2 separate regions of the Mus musculus genome follow, and region 1 is linked to region 2. The links are chromatin contacts, called in public Hi-C maps. All regions are on one chromosome and are shown on one strand. The core of a region is the stretch at or near the end of the contact, and the rest is flanking DNA. Distances in the headings are between cores, read along the strand shown.

What was found. A called contact is a pair of places that touch in the nucleus more often than the background predicts.
Region 1: a Hi-C map of forebrain shows a contact between it and region 2, with 4 times the contacts expected there. The contact joins two enhancer-like sites. A contact is called at or near these places in 12 of 484 Hi-C or Micro-C datasets (the G1E-ER4 cell line, cerebral cortex, differentiating embryonic stem cells and 4 more).

The regions. Positions count from the first base shown.
Region 1 is chr11:25,854,410-25,859,724 of GRCm38.p6, forward strand. The region is part of intron 2 of 5730522E02Rik (RIKEN cDNA 5730522E02 gene); the gene reads right to left. Among named protein-coding and RNA genes, the nearest start is that of Gm51856, 74 kb to the left of the region's middle. Within about 2 kb of position 1,517, at least 26 of the 459 cell types and tissues checked have an H3K27ac peak or open chromatin away from gene starts, as enhancers often do. A contact at or near this core is called in forebrain, where this site is marked.
Region 2 is chr11:25,155,605-25,161,094 of GRCm38.p6, forward strand. No RefSeq gene overlaps it. Among named protein-coding and RNA genes, the nearest start is that of Gm24255, 80 kb to the right of the region's middle. Within about 2 kb of position 1,822, at least 16 of the 459 cell types and tissues checked have an H3K27ac peak or open chromatin away from gene starts, as enhancers often do. A contact at or near this core is called in forebrain, where this site is marked.

The sequences.
Region 1 (5,315 bases), core at 267-2,766, 700 kb after region 2:
ACATTCTGTCAAATATTTGGAGGATTCTGTGTTCCTTATCACACCCCATCCCCATGTCCCCATCGACAAGCAGGCGCCCAGAAACCAGTGCCACCAATGGCACAGACTCCAGCATAGGCATACAATGATGCTAAATTAATGAAAAGAAAATTAAAAATTGACAGGGAAGTAGCTTAGCGGGCAGGGTCCAGGCAAACTGAAGTTCATGTTTGCTGCTTTGCTGAGCTGCCTGTGGGGGTCCTGAGAAATCTCTGCAACTCCATTCTGGATTCTGTGTCTAGAGATGTAAACATTGCATACAGTATCCAGCACACGACATAATGGATCAATGCGTGTAAGACCCTGCATTTGGAAAATCTACACTTGAGGTCAATATCTATTGTCACCGAGCCCACATATGATCAGAGGGAGAAAATGGACAAGTGTCACAGGACTAAAGAGTTGGCTACAGTACAAGTGATGTATTTTTGAACATTAATTTGCCAGAGTGGATCTGTTGTCTGTTGCTCCAGGCTGCGATTTTAATTATTTCTGGGACAAATGGATCAGTGATACACTGAAAATCTGTAGGACTTCTTGTCAAATTAATAAAATAATAATGGAAGTAGTCATCTCCAACTGCAAACTGTCACTGTCTTTGAGAGGTCTGTAGCCATCTAAATGGTTAAACAAACTACAATGTTCTTGAATCCTATTTGAAATCCTAAGTGTGGTGACATAAAATAGATTGTGTAGTGTCCATTGTACACAGTGACACCCACTGTGACAAAACCCGACTATGTTTAATGACCTTTTAAAATCTTATACCTAGAGTCCATAAAAGCATTGTAATTCAGTTGTAAAACACACTTTAATAATCAAAATGCAGCTGTTAAAATAGCGTTGCTCATAATTCTAACTGGAGGCAATTTTTTTTTTGTTTTGTTTTTAATGCAGAAGAGCAGACCACAGTTTAAAATTCCTGTGAGGTCACTATTGGCCATTACAGTGGTTTTTTGCAACTTAATAATAGATGTTTTAAAGTTTAAGTGTAGCCTCAGGCACTCATAGGCATTTATTACAAATCGCTGGTTGCCTCCCTTATGCAGAGAGGAATAACATTTACATACAGTAGCACGGATTAATAAGATAAAAAATTTGAAAAAGCCGTCAGTCAGGGAGTGAAACTGGTGCTAATAAAGCCCACTATATTCTTCGGAAATATCAAGCCGTCTGTTCCAATATTTTGCCATTCCCCATGAGGTATACAAATCCAAATCAGATAAGTCTCAAGCCATGCCAGAGACATGCTGCGCGGCTCTCCAGTGGCACTCGGCTGAATCTTTTATTTATCTTTAGAGCAATTGTACATTCTAGTACACTAAAGACTGAAATAAACTGAACATCACTCATCAGAAAGTTTCATAAAATGGGGCCCTCTCCTTCCTTGTTTGCTAAACCATGATTAGCGAGAAGAGCGCACTGTGAAGCATGTATCACGGGCAAGGAAATGTAATAGCAGGCTTGGGACCCGTGAGCAAGGGCTAGTTAAACAGAACAGTGTCTTGCCGGGTTGAAGTGTTGCTCACATGAAACCAGACCTAAAGGAGAGCAGGCTGCTTTGCAAGAGCAGTCTACTGCCTTTGCTTCTTGGTTTTAGGCTCTAATCCAAAGGTAGCCGGGAAAGAGAAAGGCAACATGCGCACATAATTTCACACGATGATTAGACTGCAAAGATCCTTGTTATAAAAACCACTGTGTCAGTCTCCCAAACTGCAGCATGACAAAGCTGCGCTTGGACTCATCCCTGCCCCTTGGAACACTGCTAATTAAAAAGTATAGCCGCTAGAGCTCTGGTTGGGGAGGAAGCTGCCCGTTGTTTCCGATCCAAGTGAACATTGATAAAAGAAATTTATTTATTTATACATAATTATTATTGTTACCCTACTGAACAGTGCTGGGGATTTAGAGAAATGAGACGCCATGGTACTAATTTTTCTTCAAGAAGTCTGCCATATTAACTCCACTGAATAATTACTGAAAAGCAATACACTCGTGTCATATTACCTTATGCAAAATTGCATTAATCAAAAAGTGAACCTGCTGCAATCAAGTAATTTGAGGGCGGGGGAAGGCATACACACACTGCATATTTTTCTCGGGACTTATTTTCCTTGCAGCAGAGTATTACCTAATAGTATTGTAGCAATGATCTCCAGAAAGGAGTAAATCAGAGAGGAAAAATTAATTTACAATCTAGACCTGACATTGGGGATGGATGGATGTGTGCACAGAAATGGCAAAGGAATGTCCACGTACTGTGATGACACATCCTCCACTGCTCCGACTCTGTACACAATAAAATAAATCCCGCTTGACCTCTTCAAGGAGTCAGACCATTGTTCCCCACACCAAGAAGTAAACGCAGCCGCTTAATTACACCCAGGAAGTCTTATAGAGCCCAGGGCTTACGCTAGAAAATGAACAGTTTCTTGTGATGGGCTTTCTTCAGACATTGGGGAGAGGGGAGAACAAATGTGTACGTGGAAAAGATCATCCCAGGTGTGCACGAAACGTGGCAAATTAGTACGGGTTCTTGTGCATGCATAATGTCTCATAAACACCCAAGTCCTAACAGCACTAATGTGAGTGCCATCGTTTTTTATAGCCTTTTGTCTTCTAAGTTTTGCAGTGGAGAGTGGAGAGGTGCCACTCAGAATATAGACTGGAGCAACCACAAGGGACGAAAGAGTGCTCATTACAAATGTGCATTTCGTTTCTTAATTTTGAGAAGGCTAGGTTGCAAGGAGGCAAGATGCACTGCTGGCTGTGTTGTTGTTGCTGTTGTTGCTGCTGCTGCTTCTGTTGTTGTTGTTGTTGTTGTTGTAAGAATCGTTATTTTTGCTAGATTCATCTTAGTGGCAGTGCCTGCAAAGTGCAGTTTCTCCCACTAGCCTCTCCCTGGCTAGCTGTGAACAGTGCCCATTTTGAGATTAGGAGATTAGGTTATTCATCACTTGAGACGCTCCCTGCTGTGCTGCTACTATCCCAGCGCAGCCAAATCAAAACATCTCTGGAAGGCATTTCAGAATAATTGAATGCATCATAATTTCCCTATTAATACATATCTCATATTACAGATTATGCATGAAATGTTCACATTATCTGTTACTTTTTGTTAACGTCTTGCTTCTTGCCAGTAAATTTAATACACAGAGTGAATCAGCATGCTATGATGAAGGGATAGGTTACTGATAGCCATTTTTTATTTTTTTTTTTTTAGGATTCAGTAGAAAATTAAAGTAAATCGATCATTTTATAGCCCCACTGGAATGGCTACAAGGGCACGTTGCTAAGCAAATGGTAATTTAAATGTACTGTGTAATTTTTCTATGTAATTTACCGAAGGCAGATTTTATTTCTCAGTATCAGATGTTCTTTATCTCTTAGTGCATGATGTATCTGTGATGGACACATTATTAATCTATATTGTAATCAAATGCTACAGCCCAACAACTGGCCTTGTAGGCTCTATAGGAGTCAAATCTTGTACCCTGCAACAACAAGGCTTCTAATAACACTAAATGGGGATGGGTGATCCAGTCAGTCTTCACTTGTATAAACAGCATGCGTTAAACTCTCCTGGACAAGCAATCAAAGAAAATCCAAACGAAATTTAATAAAACTGCCCCTATCTCATAATAAAAAGTTTCATCCAGTATTTTAGGGCTGAGCATTTGCATGTCATGACAGTGATCTGACCACAATATATCCATTTTAAGAATAGTTTCAGATTTTGTTCTTTTCGATATAATATGGAAGTATATAATTAACGACTTGGAATATGATAAACATTTGAAAACAATTACATATTAGGCAGATTTGTCCTCCAGGCATATTCTAATAGTAAATAATTATTTTTCTCCTTTTTTTAAAAACAGGAGCCATCCTGTACACCAGGGTGGTTCATCTTTGTGATGAATCAAAGGTTCCATATTTTAAGACAAATAAGATCCTTAAGAGAATCCCTGCTTGACGACATCCATCATTTTTATGAAATTAGAAAGGAAGGCGGAGGAGGGTCCATTCACCCTCTAGGTTGCTAACGTGAAGGCAGGATCCTCCCACAGCCGGTACACAGAATGTCGGATTGTCATTAATGAAAAAGTTAATGGGCCATTTTCTTATATATCAATTTACATTTTACAATTTGAGTATACAAATGATATGTACAGCAGAGAGCTGATTATTTTTGCTCAAGGAAATAGTTTTAATGTGTTTTTATGGACATCAAATGTTGTGAATAATGAGGCATCCAGAGAATGCAAATAGATGACAGCTCTTGGGCTGTGATCAACAGTCCTTGGATAGAAGGTCTGCTGGGACAATAATGTTCTTTGGAGGGCCTGAACAGTAAAAAAGGGGAAACAAGGAGGACTCTGGGATGGCTGACAGGTAGATCAGCAGACGGGATTCAAAGTGTATCACTCACACACTTGGGTGTTCTTCCCAGCTTTGAGAGACAAATGTCCTTAAAGGAGAAAGTGCCTGTGTGACAACAGACTGCAGACAGAAAGTCACTCCTGATTGTGGCTGATAAAAATCAATTTCTGAAATTAGATATGGCTTACCATATAAGAAATGAATTTTAACAACTTTTTCAGCCTAGTCCCAAGTCACCTTTGCCACACTAACTCATTTGTCGCATTGCATTTCCCCTATGGCCCCCACTGAAAGCCAGACACCATCACAGCCAGGTGAGAATGTTCCCAGGAATACTACACAACAAGGCTTTGAAGGGGCTGTGAGAAAGTATTTCTTGAAATGACTCATGAAAAGTCTGTTTTTCTTAGAGCACAGAATGAAGTCAGAGATCTACTATGAGACCACAAATGTACACCCTTGTCTCGGCTTCTGGTTCTTGGTCACTGTAATGTGTGAGTACAGCCCATTGCCCTGTCTTCATCCCTGTTCCTGTGCACCGATACCTGGACGGCTTACTAAGGTTCTCTCTGGCTGAGACAATACACATAATTACACACACACACACACACACACATCCAAATACACATACATTCAAGAGAATCCCCCTTAAAATGCAAATAAATAAATGAGCTTTTATAATAAAAGACTAGAAGTGAGCTGGAATAATCTGAATAGCACATGATCTGGAGTTGAAAGCTTTTTATATCTAAATATGACTTACAATGGAAGAAAAACTTACAAGGCCACATAATCATTTCAAAAAGTCATTCCACAGATATCTCTTCACTTTTTTTTTTTTTTTGAAGTGTGTTTAGAAGAGAAAGCGGCCATAAAGAAAAGCAAGAATGAAC
Region 2 (5,490 bases), core at 572-3,071:
CCCTGAAACAACAGGGGATGCTTTTACATCGCAGGCAGATTGTGCCCAGTCTAAGAAAAGGCTTCAATGTTCATCTGGGCCTAGGCTGACTTGAGGACACTTAACATAGTGTATTTGAAAAATTACTGTTAGTTAAAGGCAAGACAGATGTTGCACTGAGTGGCCCAGCCCAGACTCTAAACCCAGGAGTTTTGTGGCATGTATGGAAAGGCAGACAGCACATCAGTGTGAGAAAATGGAACTGCCATTGTGTCTTACTAACCCAGATGGTCTACCTCCTCCTGCCATTCTCCAAGAAGCAACCCTCAGCCAACAAAGGATGCTTCAGTTCTAGTCCTTCAACTGCAAAATTCTTAACAATAGTGCCGTATCTGAACACAGCAGAATAACTCAATCTACCCAGTTCTCATCAAAGCAAAGCCATCTGTCTCAACGTTTGTCATCATTTCAAGTCAGTATCCCATCAGAATAAATAAATTAGGCTTAGGAGGCTGAGTAATCAGTGTGTTGTAAACACTGATAGAAATAAGTTTTAAGTGAATGGTGAGAATTCTTCCTTGTTAGGAGTGTACCCAGTCCATTGGGAATGGTGGACACACCAAACAAGATTCTTGTGGATACAAAGAGAGAGAGAGAGAGAGAGAGAGAGAGAGAGAGAGAGAGAGAGAGAGAGTGGTGAGAACTCTGAGAATAGCTAATGAGGGAGGAACTTCCTGATGCTGTTCACTTTCGCCAGAATTGACCATACTAGCAGGAAAGCTATGAAGACCTCAGCATCTTTCAGCTGGTTCTCTATCCGCTACCATGTCCTCTCTGAGAGCTGCCCATCGAGGGCTGAGAGTGCTAAGAACACAGAGAAGGGCAGCCTGGCAAAGGCCTGGGAGGCAGAAGATGAGGAATATGAATTAGGAGATAACTGTAGACACATCCGATCGAAATGTAAAATCTGGCATTTATCTGTTTGCAGTGCTGCAGAAAGGTGCTCTCACCACCATGGATGGACCAGGAAGCAGGGTCTTTCTGTTAAGGGTAAATAAAATGAGGGTAAGACTTTAAGTTGAGGAATTTTTCTGTTACTAGAAGGCAAATTACTACATGCAGTAGTACAAAAGAACAGGGGTAAACAATACAATATGCTGTGAATTGCGAATGCATGTGCGGTAATGTCATGAATATATTAACTTCTTTCATTGTCAAGGCAAGTGACAGAGCCTGCCTGAAATTCAGAGAGGAGCTGGCTGTCACTCTGCAGCTCAGACACTTGGAGTCACATCTCTCCTAATAACAAAGTCTATTCTGTTTACATTTGACATGGTAGGAAGCAGTGCTGGGTTGCTTTTCATAAGGAAATGAATGAAGTCGTGAATGAATGAAGGACTGAACGACTAGAAGGAGCCTCTCTATCTAATGCATCCTGGAGCCACTGGTTTTTCCTTGTTTGGATAAAAATGGATCCTCTCTGACAGGAGCACATTTAGACGAATTTTTTAATATTTCTGGCAATGGGTTGTATTTATTTATTTTAACTATGTCAACACAACTGAATATTTCTGACTCTAGGTCCCAGCGGTGCTTAATAAAAGGAACCTGGAAAGCAGTGCGGTGTCAGAGTGGGGGAGGGGCAGTAGAGGAGAGCCTGTGGACAGTAGGGGATTTCAGGATGCTGCCAGTGAGGGCTGGTGACAGGTTAACACTAGTCCTGGGAGGATTGAGACGAGTGTTCTGGTTATCTTGCTGTTTCCCATATCCTAATGTGTAACTGAGCAAGAAGGTAAATATCCCATTGTGCTTCACAGCTTCAGAACAGGATCCCAAGAAAAGCTCACCGAGGGAGGGAGGGAGGGAGGGAGGAAGAGCAAAGCCGGAGGCGGGTTACTAGGTTGGAATTAAAATGCAGACGAGATTCATTAAATTGTTGACCCTCCTCCCCACTCTTAAAAAAAATCAGGTTGCCATCTTAAATTGACAGCATTAGAGATGAATTATGTGCACTGATTAATAAGTGAATGTTTTTAGGATTATGATCGCGGCACCTGCTAGTTATGTCGACACTGAAGAGGCTCTCAAGTTCCAGTGTTTCCAATAATAGAGGTACCATGCATGAGCTGAACGTTGTGCACAAGTGTCAGTGTGGGGACACATCACTTTCTATATAGTTATGATATTTAAAAATATTGCCATGGTTCCTCTTGCAAGTTCCCCCTGCAACTTCTTTCTCAACTGTGTATTACTCCCACCCCCCCCCCCCAAAAAAAAACACCATTTACTCATTTCAGCAAGGCAAAGGGAATTTAATCAAATCAAAACCAAGATTCTGGAGAGTGAATTGCAGAGCGGGAACAAACAGCAGCTCATGATGGAGACCCACATGATTTAAAATGATTTGCAAAACACGTGTTATTCTTTCAAGCTTTCAAGGAAAATGGCAATTTTATCCAATTTGGGTTTTTGCCAAAGGTGCCATTTCACCAAATGTAGCTACAGTCATAAAAAAAAAAAAAAAAGTAAAAAAGGAAGCTTCCAAGTAGATTAACTGGCTTTGCTGTATTATAATGGTGCTTTAAATGAGCAATTTAAGACAATTAACCTGGAACAGGCACTTCTCAGGGCTTTATCCCTTTAACGGTTTTGGTTCTTCAAACAAGAACAGAGAAAATGAAAACTGGCTGCTTCCCATCTTAGCATCCTTTCCGTAGCCCTGTGAACACGAACATGATCCACAAGGAGCGTGTAATAGGAAATCTAAACTATGTGATTTAGAAATGTAATCCTCCATCAACCAAATAAAATCATTTAAAAATTAATGGGTGTTTATGTGGCTGACTTAAGAGGAAACTGGGTTCCAGCTTTTGGCAACAGCACCTTGCACTACCATTGGATACCTGATGCATATTTTTCATCTCTGAATGTACCTTGTACTGTACATAGTGTTGGACAGAGGAGATCATTTGGAATAATCTAAGTATTAAAATCCTTGCACACTATTTAGAGATACTGGTCTATTATTATATTATAAGTAGCTAGGCAGAAAAAAGAAAAGAAAAATAAAATGAATTTTGTCAACCTCAAAGAAAGAGAGCTAAGAACACCCTTACAATGATTACGTAATTATCCAACAAGTATCTGAGTGCCTGCTATTTGCCTCAAGTTAAGAGAAAATCTGGAGTTGATCGATCACACCTATGGTTGTTGTGAATATGCTGTTGTAGAATGACTGATGGAGAAATGTTGTACGGAGTGAAGACAAACAGAGATGCCAGGGATGTATTGTCCAGAGGGCCAAGTCAGTTGAATAGAACAGAGAAAATAACATTTAAACAATTATTAGAGAAAGATCTACATTTTAATAGTAACTTCTGGAGACAGAGAGAATCTTGGTAACAAGAAGACAGAGGACTTCCAGTCCTGGAAGTTCAGGAAACTTCCAGCAAGTCTGTGTTACAGAGTGACATAAGCTACATGGAACCACAGTGATGTTGAAATGGACTAAAAAGGAAGTCATAAGCACTCTATTTCAGAAGTCAACAGAAGTGATCTAAATTGCAGAAACATACTTTATTCACATTGCTAAGTACTCAGACTTGCCTGATGATTCCACCTCTCTTGACATGGCTGATCACCATTTCTTTCTTGAAACTTCCTATGCTTCGGTATCTGAACATTATCTCTCTTACTTTAAAGACTGGTACTAATGTTTTGTTTTTTTTTTTAACCTCCAAATTCTATGTACTAGTTGAATTTCCTCATCTTTTTGCTCTACACATCACATCCAAATTCATGCTACAGATGACCTGGGCTTGGCATCTCAGCTCATTATCTCTGACCTTGATCTCTCCCCTGACTCCTGGAATCTTGTCTCTGGGTGTCTACCCAGTACTTCTCTTTGAATATTTAACAGAGGTCTCAAAATGAAGGTGGTCACAGCTAAACCACCAACTCCCCTTTCCCTAGCTCTAGTCCTACTGAAAAGCACCTCCTCCTCTTTGATGAAACCTTGCAGGCTAATTTTCTCACTGTAGAGTTCTATATTTACTTTGAACTTTTAAAGATTTAAGAGATGAGATTATTTCAAAATTAAAGGGAGTCTTAGATAGTACGCTAAGTCCACTTTTTCCCCATCATTTTATGAGTTGCCTTCCCTATCCATTCATTTAACATTCATTTAACTATGCTTTTGGGCACAGTGGATTGAAACACAGATGGGTTAGGCACCGATCTTGACCTCAAAATCCTTGTAGTTGTATATCTGTAAGCACAATGGTAGGTTTTCCAAAGTCAGGACTCTTCCCACAAGCTGAATGAAATTCCACTCTCAATCAATGTCAAAAAAAAAAAAAAAAAAAGGAAAGTACCTATTGCTCATCCCATCACGTTTCTCAGGCATATGTCTCCAGGACAAATCTCTAGGGCTGTAAACTGCTTGATCACTTGAGAGGAGGAAGTTAAGACTCTAAAGCTAACAACACAGGTAGACAGACAGACTTCATTGTTGTATCCCTTTCAGACTGAAGGCAATATGGTGACATAGTCATTTGCTCTCTTCTCGGATTTTTTTTTTGATGATTGTTTCTTTCTAATCTGCTGCATATACTCATTATTCAATGAGTATTCATCTCCACATACTGAGATGTAGAAGAAAAATAGCCTTTATATATATTCTCTATCCGACTGGGGTTGAAAAGTCTAATCAGGAAAGAACACACACACACATACACACACACTTAGCACATACAAACACAACTTCCAAAAATAAGCCCTGGGTGTATAGAATAAAGTTGAGAGACACAGTTGAGGGGCAGACACAAGGGCAGTGTGAACTGGGACACCTAGTGGGCTCTCTGCAAATCTGTTAAGAAAAGTTTGTTGTCTTTCTGAGCAATGAGGAAAATGAGGACAAAGTCAGGAAGGTGCAAGTGGTAGACCCTATTTGTTCCCTATGTAAAGAGGCTGTGAGGCAGGCATGTTGTAGCATATGAAGATTCGGTCACAGGGACCAGGTGGAATAGCTTGACCTATTTCTGTACAAATGGGGAAGCCAGGGCAGGCTGAAACAGGACAGGCAAGACAATTAGATAGGCATTTATGCAAACCATTCAATGGCTGTGTACAGGTGAACTGGACATGATACGTAAGAATAGTCTTCCTGGTACTGCAGCTCTGAATAGTTGAAATGAAGCTGTTTTGCATTTTGATGTGCACACAGGCTTTGGTCTTTATTAGTTTGAAGGCCTTTATATGTTTTCATATTATTAATTTACTCATGAAGTTTAAAAAAGTCTGTGGTCACTTTCTTATGATTTGACTTAAAACAAGTTTTTCAACCAGTCTGCTTTTATTTTTTCAACTATAAAGAGAGGTAAAGAAATGTATGACTGTGACAAGTCCCTTCCGGTCTGTGCCAGCACTAGGGCACCTTGGCCACAGAGTCTGCAGACAATCCCAAGGTCCCCACAGGACTCTCCATGGGATCTTAGGACCTCGGGTGAGTGG